Linked DNA regions of Mus musculus: regions 1, 2 and 3 are each linked to region 4. A link is a contact called in public Hi-C and promoter capture Hi-C data. All regions are on one chromosome and are shown on one strand. The core of a region is the stretch at or near the end of the contact, and the rest is flanking DNA. Distances in the headings are between cores, read along the strand shown.

The links. Promoter capture Hi-C pulls out the DNA fragments that hold promoters and counts their contacts. A called contact is a pair of places that touch in the nucleus more often than the background predicts.
Region 1: a promoter capture Hi-C map of pre-B cells shows a contact between it and region 4. The contact joins the promoter of Nap1l1 here to the promoter of Zfc3h1 in region 4.
Region 2: a contact with region 4 is called in a Hi-C map of B cells, with 6 read pairs. The contact joins the promoter of Llph here to the promoter of Zfc3h1 in region 4. A contact is called at or near these places in 1 of 39 promoter capture datasets (pre-B cells) and 1 of 484 Hi-C or Micro-C datasets (B cells).
Region 3: a promoter capture Hi-C map of pre-B cells shows a contact between it and region 4. The contact joins the promoter of Cand1 here to the promoter of Zfc3h1 in region 4. A contact is called at or near these places in 1 of 39 promoter capture datasets (pre-B cells) and 1 of 484 Hi-C or Micro-C datasets (neutrophils).

The regions. Positions count from the first base shown.
Region 1 is chr10:111,471,818-111,474,517 of GRCm38.p6, reverse strand. Nap1l1 (nucleosome assembly protein 1-like 1) reads right to left here and starts at 1,291. Exons shown (of 16, transcript NM_015781.5): 1 at 1,167-1,291.
Region 2 is chr10:120,225,577-120,228,426 of GRCm38.p6, reverse strand. Llph (LLP homolog, long-term synaptic facilitation (Aplysia)) reads right to left here and starts at 1,367. Exons shown (of 3, transcript NM_025431.2): 1 at 1,304-1,367; 2 at 224-453. The coding sequence starts at 446.
Region 3 is chr10:119,238,692-119,241,391 of GRCm38.p6, reverse strand. Cand1 (cullin associated and neddylation disassociated 1) reads left to right here and starts at 1,337. Exons shown (of 15, transcript NM_027994.1): 1 at 1,337-1,751. The coding sequence starts at 1,684.
Region 4 is chr10:115,383,422-115,386,288 of GRCm38.p6, reverse strand. It overlaps Zfc3h1 (zinc finger, C3H1-type containing), which reads right to left and starts at 1,330. Exons shown (of 35, transcript NM_001033261.2): 1 at 482-1,330. The coding sequence starts at 1,091. Thap2 (THAP domain containing, apoptosis associated protein 2) reads left to right here and starts at 1,854. Exons shown (of 3, transcript NM_025780.4): 1 at 1,854-2,084. The coding sequence starts at 2,014.

The DNA of each region.
Region 1 (2,700 bases), core at 42-2,541, 3.9 Mb after region 4:
TGATGGCGTCTATTTTCAAAAGTGGTAAACTTTATGTTGGCTCTCCTGAAATTAGAGGTGTTGGGAAAGTCTTTAAAACGTTTCTCATTTTGGAATTTAGAGACAGGAGACAGTCTGAAGTAGTTAGCCCTGGAAGATAGCCTGTATGCCTGGTGCATCCTTTTAGTCTGGGAAGCCCTGCCCTCTGGACAGGACCTGTCTCCGCCCTCCCTCCGATGCCACTCCTGAGATCTTTACAGAAATGTGGCGCACTGAGCTTGGTCAGTATATTATTAATGCCTTGTTCCACCCCATGGTCCTTCCACTTCATCCCTAGTGAGAATTCTGGGGGGAGGGAGGGGGTGCTGCCTGAAGGGAAGAACCACGCTGTTGGTCTATTAAACTCGAACCCCACTCCCCACCCCCAACAAGCCAGCCCTTCTTAGTTTTCGTCTCAGAACCATCTGGAGGTTTAAGGAGACTAGGATTAAGTCTCTCCACACAAATATACCCCGGCCACGTTACCCATCGAAGTTCTAACTGTACCTGTGAGACACAAAACAAGATCTTTTGTTAAAAAAAAAAAAAAAAAAAAATAGCTAGGCTGAACGCTTTGCACGTGTTAACCCCTTATAACCCTGGCGGTGGAGGCTGCTCGCCCCTCCATCCTCCCATCCGCTAGCACAGTTCCCTCCAGGAAGACCCAGGGAGCCGGTGAGACCGTGGCGGGACTGGTACTCGTGGCGACCCCTCCTCCTCCTCCAACTCCGACGGAGGTGTCGGGTGGGCCCCGGCAGGGGTCTCCGGCCGCCCGCGGCGCGGTCCCCACGTGCCCCGGCTCCTGCGCGCCGAGGCCGCGCGGCCTGCACAGCCCCTCCCTGCGGGCGGAACTCGCGCGGCCACCGTTCCTTCCATGTCCCCCATCCCCGCGGCCCGCCTCGCCGGGGTTGCCCTCGCGGTGGGCTCCACCGAGGCAGAGGCGGCCGGGCGACCCAGGGCGCCCCGCGGCGTGGCCTCCTCCTCCTCCTCCGCTCTCCCGCGGCCTCGCCGTCCCGCGCGCCCCGCAGCCGCCGGCGCTCCCCGGGGTCCCTCAGGCCGCATGGCCGCTCCGGAGCGCTCACCCCGCGGCCTCAGCCCGACACCTCGCAGGCCCCCGCCACCCGGCCCTCCCGGCCCCCAGCCGTTACCGTTCCAGGAGGCTCGGACGCGGAGCCGGGCGGCGGGAGCTGCGCAGGCAGTGACTCAGGGCGGCGGCAGCGGCGGCGGCGGGAGGAGCAGGAGGCGGCGCCGCGAGCAGATGGCGCTAAAAAAGACCCGAGAGCCCGCCGCTCGCGCTCATATACAATTAGCGTCAGCACGTAGGGCTGCTCCGACGCCCTCCCCCTGGCCTCGGCGTTGCGTAGCAACGGGAGCGGGAGGCGGGCCTGGGCCTTGTTGCCTGGTTACAGAGCCGTCCTTCTTCCCCGGCACCTTAGGCTTCCCGCCTGTGGCGGTCTTGTGCTCGCCATCTCTTCTCCCTTCTACGCTGCGATGGAAATCCCAATCCCACAGCGACGACCCATAGGTCCCGCTCCTGGTTCTCCTTGCCCGCCTGGGTTAGGGACACAGCCTAGTGGCAGGCTTGCAGTATCCTGGCTAGGATTCCCATCCGCATCCAGACCTAATCCCAGCACGCCTCTCCCCTCTCCCCACCCCCTTCTCCTCTGAAACCATTTTCCCACTCTAGCTGAGAACTAACAACTCTTTTCTTGTGACCACCGCGGCAGCGTCTTCGGCTGGTTTTGCTTCTAACTCGGGGCGCCTCTACGCCTTTTAGGGTGTTCCACATCACGTTTACCTGATACACAACCCTTCATCTCTGCTTTAGTTCATTTGATGGAAGTAAAGAGCGTATTTTTGCGTATTACTGCTTTATAATGAAAATAATCAGCATACCAATTTTTCATCTTCCTGAAAAAGTAAATCAACCCTTAAGCTCATGAAATCTTGCAGCTATTTTTCAGTTGACTACAAATCACCTGTTCTGTTAACTATGTTTGGTGCTTTGGGGTTTTGTTTTTTAGGTAGGGCCACAGTGAGGCCCTGCAGGTATCAGATTTTAAATCTTTCAGAGAGTGGCTATGTGCCACAATTTGAGATCGTCAAATCAAACAGCTGTGCTCCAAGTGTGGTCTTTATGGTGGGAGGTTAATCTGTCTATAATACTAAGGCACTGTCTACATTTTACATTCCCATCCTCCCACAAGCCTTCACTGGAGTCTTCCAGACACTACAAGTCGTGAGATAGGGCAACATTGGAAATACAAACAGACAGACAGGAGAATCTGGTTATCTGTTGTGAAATCAGGCATGGAAGAACTTGGCAAAAAGTAGTATGTGCATACAAAAGGCTATGTGCTAGTATTTTAGTGAAAGAATAACTACTCTTTGAGTCCTTTGGATGTAGCTCATTTGGTAAGAGTGCCTGCCTAAGATGCATGAAGGCCCCAGGTTCAAACCACAGCATCACATAGCCCACACATGGCTTCATTTCTGGAGTTGCACCCCTGCAGAGATAGAGGCACAGGGATAAGGAATTTAGGGTCATAGAGAGTTCCAGGTCAGCGCGGAATATTTAAGGCCCTGTAGCAGAAAAAAAAAAAAAATCACTGTTAATTTCCAACAAGATAACTATCAGTATCTGGAATGCACACAAAGGTCTCTGGGGGAAAGTGGAGTGTG
Region 2 (2,850 bases), core at 118-2,617, 4.8 Mb before region 4:
GGGGGTTGGGGGGAGGAGCTGAGAGGAACCAGGGTGCCAGCATGTACTTTATTATCTAATAAGCTCCACAGCTAGCCATTTGTCCCCAGTTTCTTTTGGACTTGACACTAGGGACAAGTAGAATGGGTAGAAGACGGCTTTAAAAAGACAGAGAGAGACCGACCCCTAAGAGAAAAGTGGATCATTTTTTAGAAAAACCATGTAAATGAAGACCGAGGCTCACCCTTTTCCTCATCTGCGCCGTCACACCGCCCTTCCTCACACTGCATTTTCTCCTGGCGAGGTTTGGCTACCACCACGGTTGCTATCTCCTCAACGTCTTTCATTAGAGCATCCCCGTCCACTCTGAGGATACTCTTCAGTCTGTTGAGCTCCCTTGGCGCATTCTTCTTTCTCTTCTCGGCCCGCATCTTCCTCTTCCACTTACTCCGCAGGCTTTTAGCCATGCTTCACCTGGCGGTGAACAGAAACACAAACAAAAGGTTTACTGCTCACACCCTTGACTGGCAAGGACGTGGCCAAGCAGCCTTCTCTTCAGAACTGGGACAGATGGAAGAGAAGTTGTGCTGTGCCCTCATGCTTAGCTTATGTAATAATCAGCGCAGAGCATGAAAGGACTAAGTCCGGACACGTCAGGCCCCTTTAAGTAGGAACAAGTCGTTAATTCAAGCCGTTCTCAAAGAGCAGCTATGCATAGTAGACACAGAAAGCGAACAGCTCCGCCTTAAAATCACCTATTGCGCTGTTCTTATCCAATATCCGTCACCACATCTTTAGTGTGAACTTTTAACAGCTTAAACCATAGCTCCCTGCCTTTTAAAGACTCCTCCCCTCGTGTATCAAAGCTCATCCCGCTCCTCTCGGGCCTCCGACTTACTCTCTAGCCCCACACGCACGCAAGCTCCAGTCCGCACAACGCCCACTTCAGGACCGTCACATCTCCGATCTAGGTCTGGAAATGGCTCTCCCTAAGGCTCGCTCTGATCCTCCGACTCCTGTCAGCTCCTTTCTACCAAGTTCGGCTTCAACCCGGAGCTACCGTCCCCGTCTGCGGACTGCGGGGCTGAGCCGGATCCCCCGGGGCCACCGCTCTGCTGCACACCGTACAGGTCACGAGAACCGTGGGGTGGCTGGGTGAGGTCCCCTGAGCGTCAGCAATCACCAGTGGTCCGTGTGCGGGACCCCGAGCCTCGCCCTCCCGAGCCCCGCACCGAGCGAGGATGCGGTCAGGTCTCGCCGCGGAGGCAGGGTCCGAGCCAGTCCTTCACGCCGCGGAGTTGAGTCCAAAGCCCACGCAACTCACCTGAGAGACAACACCGCGCACCACGCGTGGGACGCCAACCGGAAGTACAGGCGCTTCCGGCTTCCGTTCAGGGGCCAGCGCACAGCATGCCGGGATCCTTGAGAGGCGTGGTCTTTGGGGAGGCGTGGTCAACCAGCTGTCTCTGTCATCCCGAGGCTTTGGCTGACCCCTACACCTACAGGAGAAAGTTTAAGGAATTTCCTGTCGGGAGTGGCAAATTATAAATCAAAGCATCTCAAAGCCTTGGATGGGCCAAGCCTGGCCGGGGGCCCTGTCTGTGACAGCCTCACGAGAAAGGATACCAAAGGGATTGCTCAGCTCTGATCATCCTGGAGCCCTTTCTGAGTTTTGTTTTTGTTTAATTGCAGTCTAGAAATTTTCTCATTTCGGCTGAGGATCCTAGGAGGTACGCGGCTGTGAGGATGTATCAAATTGTACAACTTAAATACGTCACGTCGACTGCATGCCAGTTATATTTCAAAGTGTCACCCAACAGAATAATCTTTCCTTATCCCCACGAATTTAAAGGGTAAAACAAGCTATTTCAACCAATGTTGATCTGTCCAAACTATTACATACCTGAGACAAAGCTAACCTAGGGTGAATGAGTTTACAAAAAAAGGTGTGGTTTTTGCATGTGCTTCTAATATTGCACAAGCTATGGGCGATACGCAAGTCTCTTTAACACTTGTGAAAGATAAGAAGAGTGTCTTAGGGCCTAGATAGTACCTCATTCATTGATCTTCAGTGGGTGATTAGGCAACAAACGTTAACTACCCAGACTTACCTGGAAACAGTGTTTTCAACAGATCACCACATTCAAGCATGTATGTGTACCACATGTGTGCCTGGTACCAGAAGAGGCCAGAAGAGGCCATCTCATCCCTTGAACTGGATTTACAGTTGGTTGTGAGTCACCACAGGGGTGCTGGGAACCAGTTTTACTTAGTTTTACTTCCATTACTGTGAAGACACCATAACCAAAGCAACTCTTAAAAAGTAAAACATTTATTTGGGACTGGCTCACAGTTTCAGAGGTTCAGTCCATTGTCGTCATAGCAGGAAGCATGACAGCATGCAGGCAGACATGGCGCTGGAGAAGCCCAGATCTGAAGGCAGCCAGAGGTTCTCTTCTGAACTGGCTGGAGCTTGAGCACTAGGGACCTTAAAGCCCACCTACACAGTGACACACTTCATCCAATAAAGTCACACCTATTCCAATGAGGCCTCACCTCCCAATATTGCCACTTCCCATGAGCCAAGCATATCCAAATCACCACAGAACTGAACCCAGGTCTTCTGCAAGAGCAAGAGGTGCTCTTAACCACTGAACCAGGTCTCCAGCCCCCTTTATAAGTGATGACTTATAAAATCCCTGTTTAATTGCTAGAAGAGCTGTGTCTTTTTGAAGAAACCATGCATATAGTGGAGCAAGCACTGAGATTTTTAACCCAGGAAAAATACAGTTGGCATTATAACAAGAGGAAGCGTGCATGCCCTGGGTTTGAAAAATCAACCTTACAGATGCTCTAAATTGGCAGCTTCAT
Region 3 (2,700 bases), core at 88-2,587, 3.9 Mb before region 4:
GCCTGGTCTACAGATTGAGTTCCAAAACAGCCAGGGTTACCCAGAGAAACTCTATCTCAGAAAAGCAAACCAAACCTAAATCTCTGATCCTTCCAACTCTTCTTTGGGCTATTTGTGAAATACTGAACGGTTAGGGAAACTTGGAGAGTAAACAAACAGTTGTACATGTCACCTCTGATCTCTGGTGGTTGTGTTGGTGTATCCGAGCACATAGGAAAACTTAGATTTCATAACTAAGTGCACAGAAGCCGACTATTGAAAGATGTAGGCTCAGAGCACAATCTGCAATGATACTTCCCCACCACCTCCCCTATTTGCGACAGGTTTGCACTAGATACCCCTAACTGGCCTAGGATTCGATTTAGAGACCAAGCTAGCTTTTATACTTGAGACCCACAAGGCTCTCCTACACTTGCCTCTACTGATCAGGGATTAGAGGCGTGCACCATCCATGTTTGGCATTGGGAGAGAATCCTTACTAGGACCTAAATGGAACAGAAAAAAAGTGGCTCCGGGATGAATAAAAGGATTACGTCCAAACTGTGGCCCTGAGGCCTTTTAGCGGAGCAAAGATTAGTACTAAGGTTCGACTAGGCCCCTACCAAAACACTGAATTTTGCAAGGCGCTTGCCCAAAACAACATGAGGACGGGGGTGGGGGTGGGAGTGGGCGATGTTTTCAGGGAAACAGACACTTTAGAAACAGCACACGCCGATGGAAAGATTTTATTTAGCATAACCCGCGTTGCCTGCCTGCAAATCCCAGCATTCTCTCCGACCACGGGAACCAATAAAGAAACTCCAGGTTCAAAGAGCCAATCACGTCCTTCGTGTGTCCCCAATTGAATTGTGGGAGTCGTAGTTCTCACGTGGCAACCATACAGCATGGTTGTTAGGGGACAGTTTCGGCCACGCGTACCGTTCGGAAAGAGAGCTCATTTTTCCATTGCACCCCTTGGCCTCCAGGCCAGCTCTTAGCATCATCACCCACAAGCCCCACGCGCTTTCAAACGCATAGACCTTCCTTCTTAATGTCGCAGGGAGGAGCAAGGAGCGTTTGCAGAACTCCGGCCTTGGACGCTCACTGCCCGTCCTTTAACCGTCGCTTTAAGGTCTCGCGAGAAGAGCCCCTCGAGGCGTTGCCATTCCGCCCGAAAGGCGGCCCGTGCGAAGACAGACAGCCGGCCGGGCCAACGGGAGCGTCCCTGTAAACCGCGACTGCGCAGAGTGCGCCGGGCAGCCCCGGTGACCTCCGACCCCGCCTCCCCGCAGCGCCCTGCGTCGGCCGCCCCCGCCCTCCTAGCGAAGGAGGCGGGCTTTGGCCTCTTGCCCTAGGGAGCGAGTGCGGAGGGAGTGGGAGCGAGGCGGCCCGAACGCAAGTGTCTGGCTTCCCGGCGAGGCCCAAGCCGTCCGTCCCGCCGCCCATGAGCTCGGCGCCCCGCGAGCAGCGCCGTCGTTAGGCCGTCCCCGTCACTCACTCTCGGCCTCCCCTACCTCCCCCCCGGGGCAGCCATTCCCCTCCCCATCCCCGTCTGGCCGGGGACTGGACGTCGCGTCGGAGCGCCTTCCCCAGTCCGCGTCGCGGTGCGACCCTGGAAGCGGGCGCCGCCGCCAAGGAGAGGAGGAGCCCCGGCCGCGGGGCCCAGCAGCCACTGAGCCAGCAGGCGGGATCGAGGCCGGCAACATGGCGAGCGCTTCGTACCACATCTCCAACTTGCTGGAGAAAATGACATCCAGCGACAAGGACTTCAGGTGAGGCTGAAATCCGACCCTCGCCCCACCTCGGGGTGGGGGAGAGGTGGAGGGCGGCCGCCGCCCGGGCCTCGCGACAGGCCCTGCCCCACCCCTCGGTCCGGCGGGTCTCCAGCCACCCCCTCCCCCATCTCCCCGCTAGGCCGTTGTCCGCTCTGGCCGCCCGGGGCTGGTCCGCGTCCCGGCGTCCCTGGCGCATCCTTTGTCCACCCCCAGGGACGCGTCCCAGGTAGCGCCCGGGCCCGAAGGCACGGGCTGCGCGGGAGGGAAGGAGTTTTTCCCGGGCGGGCGGGTGGCCGGGCCTAGTCCCCGGCCCTCCCGAGGCGCCAGGCCATCCCGGCGCTGGGGGACAAGCTGCCGCTCTCCAGCCACTCAGCCGCCGCCTGGCTTTTTCCCGCGGATGGGAAATGGGTGCCACGATCAACTTTCTCCGAGGCCTTCGCTGATTGGATTGTATACTTTCTCTTTGGATCCTTCTCTTTGGCGAAGGTGGCCAGAAGGGGGAGGGGAGCCCGGCTTGGTGGGGGGGAAACTTGGCCTGCAGGGTTTTCCCGCCAGCATCCCTGTCACTTTTCTCCGGCCGAGTGAAAGCCACGCAGGATCTTGGGGTTTCGGTCTCACATCCCTATACAGAGTCATGGCCAGAGGGCTGGATTGCCAAGCAAACCAATCTTGAAAAGAGAGGCTGGTGAGCCATGAAGCTTAATCATAGAGTTGTGTTCTGCAAGACCTGGACCATTGGTTCTTAGTCCCGTGCATATCGAAGGTGTTATATTTTCACACAGTCGCCTCGTCTGTTTTTTTCATGCTACACTGATTGTTAACACACACACCACGCCTAATCCTTCACAAATAAGCCCTCTGTCAAAAGAAAAAAGGCTATTTTTTTGATACCTAAGTTTTCCTCTGTAATGCCTTGGGCCATAGTACAGTTTTGTGTGCATTTAGA
Region 4 (2,867 bases), core at 81-2,580:
TACAAATTTAAGAAAAAAAAAATCACAAGAACAGTAAGAATTACAGAGGAAAACTTTACGAACTCTAAAGTCAGGACGTAATAAAAGTAACAGTATTCCTCCAGATGTTTGAGTACTTCTTTTCCTTAATAATCTAAGTCGATTTCCTGTTAAATACGAAATCCCAGGGCTTGCAAAAAAGAAACAAACAAACAAATAGACAAACAAAACTTGGGCTGTTGGTGTCCTGTTTAAAAACCCAGACTGTATTTCATTTCCCTAGCTGACCCGAATCCATGACACAGTCCTATCCAAAAGCAAAAGGCACCCATTCAGTCAAACAGCCTACGAAAATAGCGGTGGAGTGCGGCCCGTGACAACCGCCGACGAACGGGGGAGAGAAATGAGTGGTTCTGAAAAGTTAAAAAACTCCGGGACCTAGCCATGACGCCAAAGGGAGCTCCGGCGACACACCCAGGGCGGACCGCCACGTTAAGGATACAGCTCTTGCGGGGTGGAGAGGGTTCTCGCCAGCTCTGGCTGCTGCCGAATCCGGATCCCGCTCCTCCTGATCCTCCTCCTCCAGGAGGTCTGCACCCCGGCTTGCCTCCTCGCTCCCCCACTCCTCGCCCCCGACTCCAGCGACTCCCACCCCGGTAAGGCCTGCTGCCTCGAAAGCGGAAACGGTCCAGGGCGATGTGGCTCCGCTCCCAGAAGGACGGCCGGGGGCTGCTTTCCGACAGGGACCCCGACGGCATCCGCCCTGGGGGCGGGTGAGTCCGGAACGGTTCTTTGGGTCGGTAGCTGCTGGGTCCCCTGAGCTGGCCCCGCTCGGCCGGGTGCCGTGAGCGTGAGAAATTCCTCAGCTGCTGCTGGGAGGACGACGAGGAGGACGAGGAGCCGCCGCCGCCTCCCCCGGATCCACCGCCCCGGGCCGGGGGAGGAGGCCGCCGCCGCGGGTACGGTAACAGCCCGCCGCCGCTGCTGCTGCTGCTGCTGCTCCGGCTCCGGCTGTTGTCGTCGTCGCTGATCTCCCCGTCTTCGAGCTCCCCTTCTTCCTTCGGCGAGAGGCCGCTAGAGGCCGGGGTCGAAGGATCGGCGGCGGCCGCCATCCGGAGTGCAGCGCTGGCCACACGACCTGAAGCCCTCCGGCCGGGGACCGCCCGACCGCCGCCTGCCTTCCCCTTCCTCCTCCGCCCTCTGTCCTAACGGACCCGGCGGGCGCGGCCTTTCCCGTGCTCGGACGCCCGGCAGGTTCTGCTCCCCAACTTCCCCGCACCCCAGATCGCTCTCTCTCGCTCGTCGGACCGTCGCTCGCCAGTTCCCTCTCCTAGCGCCCCCTTGCTGCTCTTCCGCCTCGCGAGAAAGCCTCTGTAGAAGGAGGCCGGGTCCCGAGCGTCATTTCCTGCGGCACGCCGGAAGGCGACCCTCCGAGTCTTGCGAGACAGGAAGCGCCCACCCCCATGTCCGCCGCGGTGCTGGCTGGGATTTGTAGTCTCCTCTTGCTCCAGGCTTCGCCCTTGTGTCCCTGCAGTCTTAACTGTCCCCTAGCATCCCGTCCGAGGTGGCAGGCGGGGAAGGAAGGGGTTAGTGTCTGGGTTGCGGACATGCTCTTTCAGCCGCAGACCTGAGTTTCAGAGTCATTAGTCGGTGGGGAAGACATCTGCCATCTTCTCATTCATTGCTAGGGGGCCCCCGTCTGAGACGCTGGACCTAGTCTCTTTGGGACCCCGGGAGGTAGGGGAGGGCGGGGAGCGGGTGTGGCCGCCATGTTGGTGAAGGCGACTGTCTGCGCCCGGAGCTCCGGCACGTTGGCTCTGCAGGCCTAAGCCCGCCATATTAATAAAGAGACAGGAGAGTGGGCCCTCCCTCCCACCCCGGTACTGTGCACGCCCCTCTGCCCTCCCCGCGCTCTGCACCGAGCTGGCGGCGCGGGGTCGCCTGCCTCGTTTGTCTAGCGTTTGACAGAAGCTTGCTTAGCGGGCAGCGCCTCCGAAGTGGCGTAAGGTGGCGCCGAATGAGGGGCCCGGGGAAATGCCGACCAATTGCGCCGCGGCGGGCTGTGCTGCTACCTACAACAAGCACATTAACATCAGCTTCCACAGGTAAACCTGGGAGGGGAGCGGGGTGACGGAAACGGGAGCCTAGGCAGTCTTGAGTCTCGGTCGTGTCAGAAGAACAAGGTCCTCTGACTTTGGTCACTTGCCCAGCTGCGAAGAGCAAGGGGAGCCTCGCTCTTGTCCTTTGTGTGTGGGTCCGCACATCTGGAAACATTTGCTCCTTTTCCGAGGAAAGTTTACCAAATTTGAAAAAAAAAAAAGAAAGAAAGGAAGAAAAGAAAAAGAAACCCGAGTTACTATGCCTTGCATTAAAAAGTGATGAGTATACCTTTATTTTCTACTCTTTTATTTTTTATATCTTAGACCATGCCTTAAGAAGAATGACGCCATAAGGGTTCAAACCAACAAATCACTTTAGAAGCCTGCTGAGTTCGAGTTAAGATTAGGCAATTTTCACTACTGGAATTGACGTGGGAAACATTTCTAATAGTCACACATGGTAACTGAGTCAATCTAATTAAGCAATGTTTATCAAAGAGCAAATAGAAACTCTCTCTTGAACAGAATCACGCACTCACACACAGGTTGAACGTACAGTCATGTCTTTAATTCTGTTAAGTCAAACTCCAAAGCATGTGAACACCGACTTGAATATAATAGGCGGCACTCAGTAAATGGTCACCTTTCCTTCTAGAACTGCCAACTGCCTGAAGAAAAGAAATACTGAAAACTAAACTGAAAACAGTTCTGATTTTATATGCTGTACCATTATACCTTGTGATCTTAGAAATATCTTTGCTCTTTTTCCTACCTCACTGTTACTACGTG